Linked DNA regions of Zea mays: region 2 is linked to region 1. The links are chromatin contacts, called in public Hi-C maps. All regions are on one chromosome and are shown on one strand. Each heading gives the region's core, a stretch centred on a gene start, on an enhancer-like site or on the middle of the called end of the contact. The rest is flanking DNA. Distances are from core to core; before and after follow the strand shown.

The links. Hi-C and Micro-C count contacts between places; a contact is called where the count stands out from the background.
Region 2: a contact with region 1 is called in a Hi-C map of bundle sheath, with 1.7 times the contacts expected there. The contact joins the promoter of LOC100275626 here to the promoter of LOC103645724 in region 1. A contact is called at or near these places in 3 of 25 Hi-C or Micro-C datasets (bundle sheath, ear and tassel).

What each region holds. Positions count from the first base shown.
Region 1 is chr1:303,587,738-303,590,945 of Zm-B73-REFERENCE-NAM-5.0, forward strand. It overlaps LOC103645724, which reads left to right and starts at 1,591. Exons shown (of 10, transcript XM_020547042.3): 1 at 1,591-2,178; 2 at 2,287-2,407; 3 at 2,686-2,771. The coding sequence starts at 1,799.
Region 2 is chr1:303,781,344-303,784,551 of Zm-B73-REFERENCE-NAM-5.0, forward strand. It overlaps LOC100275626, which reads left to right and starts at 1,644. Exons shown (of 1, transcript NM_001149674.1): 1 at 1,644-2,242. The coding sequence starts at 1,742. The coding sequence ends at 2,098. LOC100191422 reads right to left here. Exons shown (of 8, transcript NM_001358481.1): 8 at 2,505-3,208. The coding sequence ends at 2,707.

The DNA of each region.
Region 1 (3,208 bases), core at 341-2,840:
ATGTTGTTACTAGTTTCATATGATGGAAAACTAGGAGCAACAGACTTCTCCAATATACGCGTTAATTTTCTAATTGATTCTTATAACCCTCTAATTTGTTGTTTCATTTGATTCTGCTGCTGATCTACATATTGTTTAGTAGATTGGATATCGTCGGGTTTACTTACGTTGGGGACTTGAAGCGGAGATAGAAGATATGCGAAGTCGGTCTCTCCATGTTTGACAACTTTCTGGTGACGATCCACTGTGTATTATGATAAGAATTTCTCCTTCGCTTGACGCATGTAGTCCTTGTATTGCTGTTGCTCATCGGCCGTCAGACTTTCAAGAGCCGGTTTCAGGATATTGTCTGTAGAGATATCGGTGTGATCTTTAGAACCGACCATTTGAGGGTCTGAATTTTAGTAGATCTAGACACCTTTTCCCAGCGGAGTCGCCAAAAAGTGTGTTGACGCCGATTTGGGCACCAATTATTGCGTTGAGAACCGACGGCGGTGCTCTTTGCACATGCGCGGATGGTCCGCGACCAGGGGCCGGACGGTCCACGACCTGAAGCAGGGCTAGGGTTCCCTGCCTGACGGGCCGGACGGTTCGCGCGTGCGCAGGGACGACGGAGTTCGTCGACGGCGCCTGAATCTCGCTCCCGGGAGGGACCTCGTCGGGAAGGAGAGATTCTAGGTGTTGTCTAGGGTCAGCAGACCGACCTAGACACCTCTAATCGACGTAGAGCCGAAGAGAAGCAAAGAATTTGGGGATTGAGAGGCTAAACTAGAATTAAACTAGAACTACTCCTAATGACTAAGGTAAAAACGAGAGATAAATTGATTATTGATTCGATTGTTGGGGGTTCAATCGGCCGTAACCCTTCTTCTATATAAAGGGGAAGACTGGATCCGCTACAAGCTGTTTCCCGAGCTAATCCCGCGGTTTTAGGTAACAAATCCCGTGAGAAACTCAAACCCTAACTGACTCTGCGCACGCGCGGACCGTCCACGCCACTACCGTGGACCGTCCGTCCGGACCGCGGACCGTCCGGCCTCAGGGCTGGACCGTCCGCGCGGTCGTTTCTGGTGCTCAACAGGTGGAATCGGAGTGATGTGGCTGGATAGTGCGATATAGGGGTAAAATTTTAGAGGAGAGCGTTGTAGATAGTCTAATGTGAGGGCATTTTGAAGAAGAACATAAATGGTTTGAAACTGACAAAGAAACTATACCGAGTGTTTTTTAGGAGTTATTGCAAGTAGAGACTACGATCGGATTTCCTCGCCATTCGACTTGGCTGGGCCTCCGGATTTGGTCGGTTTTATGTTGGCAACTGGACGACCCAGCCCGATGTCCGCCCAGTGGGCTTGGTCGAGGCTGTACATTAGCAGGTACCGGAGGCGCAGGACGGGCCACGTCGACCTGCTGCCCGCTCACCACACAGGGAGGCCGGGACCGCACCGCCACTGATATGTCGACCCCACAGAAGATTCATCAAACCATAACGATACCGAAACGGAGGACCCGTCCCCACGCGCCACGAGTGGCTAGTGGCTACGGTGCCATCTCGCCTTCGCGCCACACATCCCCCACTCGCCTCTCACCGACCCAGCAGAAACTATCGCTCGTCGCCGTCGACCAAAGCCATGCCACCGACATGTGGGACAGTGCTGCAGGTCCCACTCGGCAGGGACGCCGGCGGTTCTTGGAGACAGCGAGAGCGACCGACCGCGCGCGCCTCCTCCTCCTCCTTCCTCGCCAGGCACGGCACGACTCCCAGTGGCCAAGTACACTCACCCGCTCGCGCGCGTGAGCGATGAAAGCTCTCGCCTCGCCCGCCGCCTCCTTCCTCCCGGGTATCCCGAGCCCTAGCCATCTCGCGCGCGCGCTTCCCCGATCCGCGGCGGCCGCGCTCTCGCGGCCCCCTTCCGGGCGCTCCATCGCCGCCGCGGCCGCGGCCGCCACAGGGGACCACTGGGGCGCCGACCACCAGCACTACCACGGAGGACGCGCGGGCGCGTCGGAGGCCGGGCCTACCGCGTCGGCGCGCGGCGTCAAGTGCGACGTGGACGTGGTGTCGTGGCGGGAGCGGCGGGTGCTCGCGTCCGTGCCTGTGGCCGCCGACGTCGACACGCTGTGGCAGGTCATCACCGACTACGAGCGCCTCGCTGACTTCATCCCCAACCTCGTCCAGAGGTCCGCATTTTCTCGTCTCCCATCTGTCGCTTCGCAACCGTGATTGCTCTCACGGGTGCCTTCTGAAGGTGTCTGATTGGGGTGGTTTTGCTCGTGCTTCGCTTGCAGTGTGACGATTCCGTGTCCGCATGAAGGGCGGATATGGCTGGAGCAGAGAGGCCTGCAGCGCGCGTTGTACTGGCACATTGAGGCGCGCGTCGTGTTGGATCTCCAGGAAATCCCTGACTCCGTATGTGCTGTCGCAGATTGAACTTCCATTAACTGCTAGGGTGTGAATATTCATGTCGACCAGTCCATGAGGGTGTGAATGCAACATTTGCGTTTTGTCAGCGTGTGTTCTTCTTCTTGCTGTGTAGCTGCTGTGCTATTGTGTCTCTCCGACGTATTTCTTAGTTGCATGAGTTATATTTAGCAAATCTAAAAAACGATGATGGATCTCCTCCATTTTCTGTTCTATATTAAGTTATATTGCCTTACATGATTACTCGTTCATGGTTATTCTTTCAGATTAATGGGCGAGAACTCCATTTCTCGATGGTAGATGGTGACTTCAAGAAGTTTGAAGGAAAATGGTCCATAAGATCTGGTCCTAGGTATGCATCTGATGATCATTTTTCTTTTCTCAGGATAAGTGGGATGGGAGGTAAATCAATGAAGACATAAGTACATGTATCTATATACTAGTATACTACTGTTGACGCCTTTTTGGGGCGCCAATCACTCAAAAGAACCGGCGGCGGTGCTCTCTGGTCAGACGCGGACGGTCCGCGACCTGGTGCAGGAGCTAGGATCCCCTGCCTGACGGCCGGACGGTCTGCGCCCTAGGGCCGGACGGTCCGCGCGTGCGCAGGGGCGGCGGAAGATCGCCGGCGGCGCCTGGATCTCGCTCCCGGGAGGGACCCCGTCGTGGAGGAGAGATCCTAGGAGTTGTCTAGGCTCGGGCAGACCGACCTAGACTCCTCTAATCGACGTAGAGTCGAGGAGAGGCAGAGAATTTGGGGATTGGAATACTAAACTAGGGCTAAACTAG
Region 2 (3,208 bases), core at 394-2,893, 190 kb after region 1:
GAAGCAACAGCTTTCTGTCGACAGATGCATCGGATAGTCCGGTGCACATCGGACAGTCCGGTGCACACCGGGCATGGACTGTTCACTGTCCGGTGCCCTGCCACGTCAACCGACAGTTGAGGTCTGCAGCAGTCGACCGTTGGATCCGATCATTGCCTGACTAGCCGGTGCACATCGGACAGTCCAGTGCTGTAGCCCGAGAGCGTCGTTATGTGACTCTTTGCGCGGACTGTCTGGGTGTCCCACCGGACAGGGTACTTTTCACTGTCCAGTGCGCCACCAGGGCGTTGGCTGACTACCCACTTCATGGATTTCTTCGCTGATTCTTTGGGCTTCTTTTGTTTTTGAGTCTTGGACTTCTAAACTCTTTTTATGTCTTTTTTGAGGTGTTGCATCCTCATTGTCTTAGTCCAATCCTCTTCGTATCCTATGAACTACAAACGTAAACACTAGCAAACACATTAGTCCACAGGTTATGTTGATCATCAAACACCAAAACCTTTTGAGTCAAATAGCCCGGGGTCCATTTTTCTTACAAATTCAAAATGAAAACGCCTTTTGTAGTCTTGTTATCTCTGAGACCTAGTGTCATTGAGCAGTGATCAGAATCTTTTGATGTTGCGCTTTGTAGCATTGGATTAGGAAACAACCCCACTCAATTGAACACATAACTCTATCTAGCTTACCAAGAGTAGGTTGATTTTGTTGATTAAACCAAGTAAATTTGCGCCTAGCTTGGTCCGGCTAAAATGCGAACAATTTTTATCATCACCTGTAAAATGAGGTTAAAATCCCTCGAAATCACCCATGGGCCCTAACAAACTACTCTAATCTCTCTCAACCGCAAAAAAAAGTGAATCTTGTCTTCATTAGATTGAAGCCCATAAACACAACAACTCAACCACTATTGGTGCTCATCGTCTGAACATAACTTCACAGACACGCTATGAATGTCTGTCCTAGTAACTCCTAAATGTCGCCTCCGAGCTACCATGCTGCCACCACCTGCCTCGTGAGAAGGTAAAACCAGAAAGCCAGTAAAATCAGACCCTCAACATAGAGAGGAGAGTACGGTGAGAAGACCGTGACATTTTAGTTTCTTGAAAACATACTGCATCCACACAAACAAGAGTTGAGGAGCTCGCGGATTAAATTTTGTCCAGTTGAGGAGTTGTGTCCTCTCACATTCTATATAAGTATCTTGTCTGCAGATTAAATTCTGCGGGCTGCTAGAATGTACCTGGTAGACACGTCGACGATGGGCCTGATTGGGCCAATGATTTGAAGATTCGGCGGAGCTGGTTCTACACATGCATGTATATGCTGCTTGTTCAAACGTAGGATCATGTGCTATTTTTTCGATCCATGGCTAGTGTCAGGTTGGGTCCATCCATGGCTATTTTTTTTCGGACGGTCGCTTCGGGTGGTCAACGGTGCTAGTAGCTACCCCGACTACCGAGTGCCAGCAAGCGACACTTGGCTGGAGCGCGCGTGATTGCCGGCGAGCGACACTGGCTGGAGCTGGGTACCACCACCGCGTCTGCCCCGACAGCTTCGTCCCGGATGGCTTTCCATTTCCGTCAGAAAAAAAAAATCGCCCTGTCCTTCTGTTTAATACCCCCTCCGTTCCAGTTCTAGTTTCTGTAGCGTGCATTTATACAGCTCGTGTGTGCGTCCGCTGACAAGCCAGGGCAAGGAGAGCAGCCGGCAGAGAGCAGGCCCGGCACCGCCACCGCCAGCCATGACGTTGGACGAATCGTTCAAGAGGCCCGGCACCGTCCCGTTCAAGTGGGAGGTGCAGCCGGGCATCCCCAAGCAGCAAGGTGCAGCCGGCGACGTCCCTCCGCCGCCGACCAGTCCGAGGCTGGCGCTTCCTCCCGCCGCCCGCGTCGCCGCGCCGCTGGCGACCCCGCACCCGCAGCCGTCGCACTCGCACCGGCGGTCCATGTCCGCGCGCTTCGTCACGTCGCTGGCGCTGATGCCCTTCGTCACGCGGCGGGGACGGGGAGGAGGAGGAGGAGGAGGAGGACGCGCCGGCGCCGGCGCCGGCAACTGCGAGGACGAATTCTGCCTGCTGTACGGCGACAAGGCCGCCTAGTTAGTCTCTGTGCGCTGTAGATAGAGATCAGATGTAGCATGTAAACGTGGGAATCAAGTTCTGGAACGACAGGCGTCGTCGTCGTCGTCGTACTATGAACAATCGACGGAAAACGAAAACGATGAAGGGATCGACATGAACAAAGATTTGGCAACGCAGCTGCTAGCTGTCGATGACGTGGACAGACACGAAACGACGCGCTTTGGCCTTTGGCGCCGGTGGAATGTGTTGTGATGACGTCGTCGCGCCTTCGCTCACAAGCGCGTTGAACTCCGACGTCCGACCTCTGTTTTCTGGCAGCGAGCCTTTCACAGGCAGTTTAGGCCCAACACGCTGCGCTGCGTTCAGGCCCACAAGAGAAATGCAATGCAACTTGGTTGGAATCATGGCCCGCAAAGATGGTAATAACACGAATCTGAACAAATTGCATTGCCATCAACACTCTGCTGAATCTGAACTAATTTTTTAAGATCTTCTACCACACAACAGAACCAACTCCAAGCTAATAAATTAGCAACACTCACAAGAACAATCAACTCACCAATTGCCACCAACTGTACATAAACGTACTACTACTACTACTAAAAGAGACCCCGCAGACCGCAGCGCTAGTCGAAACTGGAGGACCGGCTCCAGTAGCCGTCGGCCGAGGTGTCCACGGTGCTGCTGCATTGCGACTGCGACTGCGACAGCGTGTCGTCGTCCTCCACCTCCACCCCGAGGAGCGCGAGGTTAAGATGCGACTGCATGTTCAGGTCAGGGGCCGCCGCCGCAGCCTCCTCGTCGGACCCGTCGAAGCTGGCCGTGACCTGCGCCCTCGCCCAGCCGATCGCCTCGTCGTCGCCCTGGAGGAGTCTCAGGACCTGGTTGGTTGTGGTTACGCAGGGCGTTCGCGGGTCAGAAAGAGTCATGCAACGCAAGCCATTCCTCCTTCTTCTTCTTCTTGCAACGGAGTTCCTTACCAGTGACATCTCAGGCCGAGAGCGAGAAGATGTCCTCGTGCAAAGCGAGGCGGCGAGCGTCATCCTCTCCATCTCATCGCAGTCGTACTCGTTCCTCCCCAGCAACGGATCAACCAGCTCTCTAATTCCGCCGCCGCACAGCAAAGGC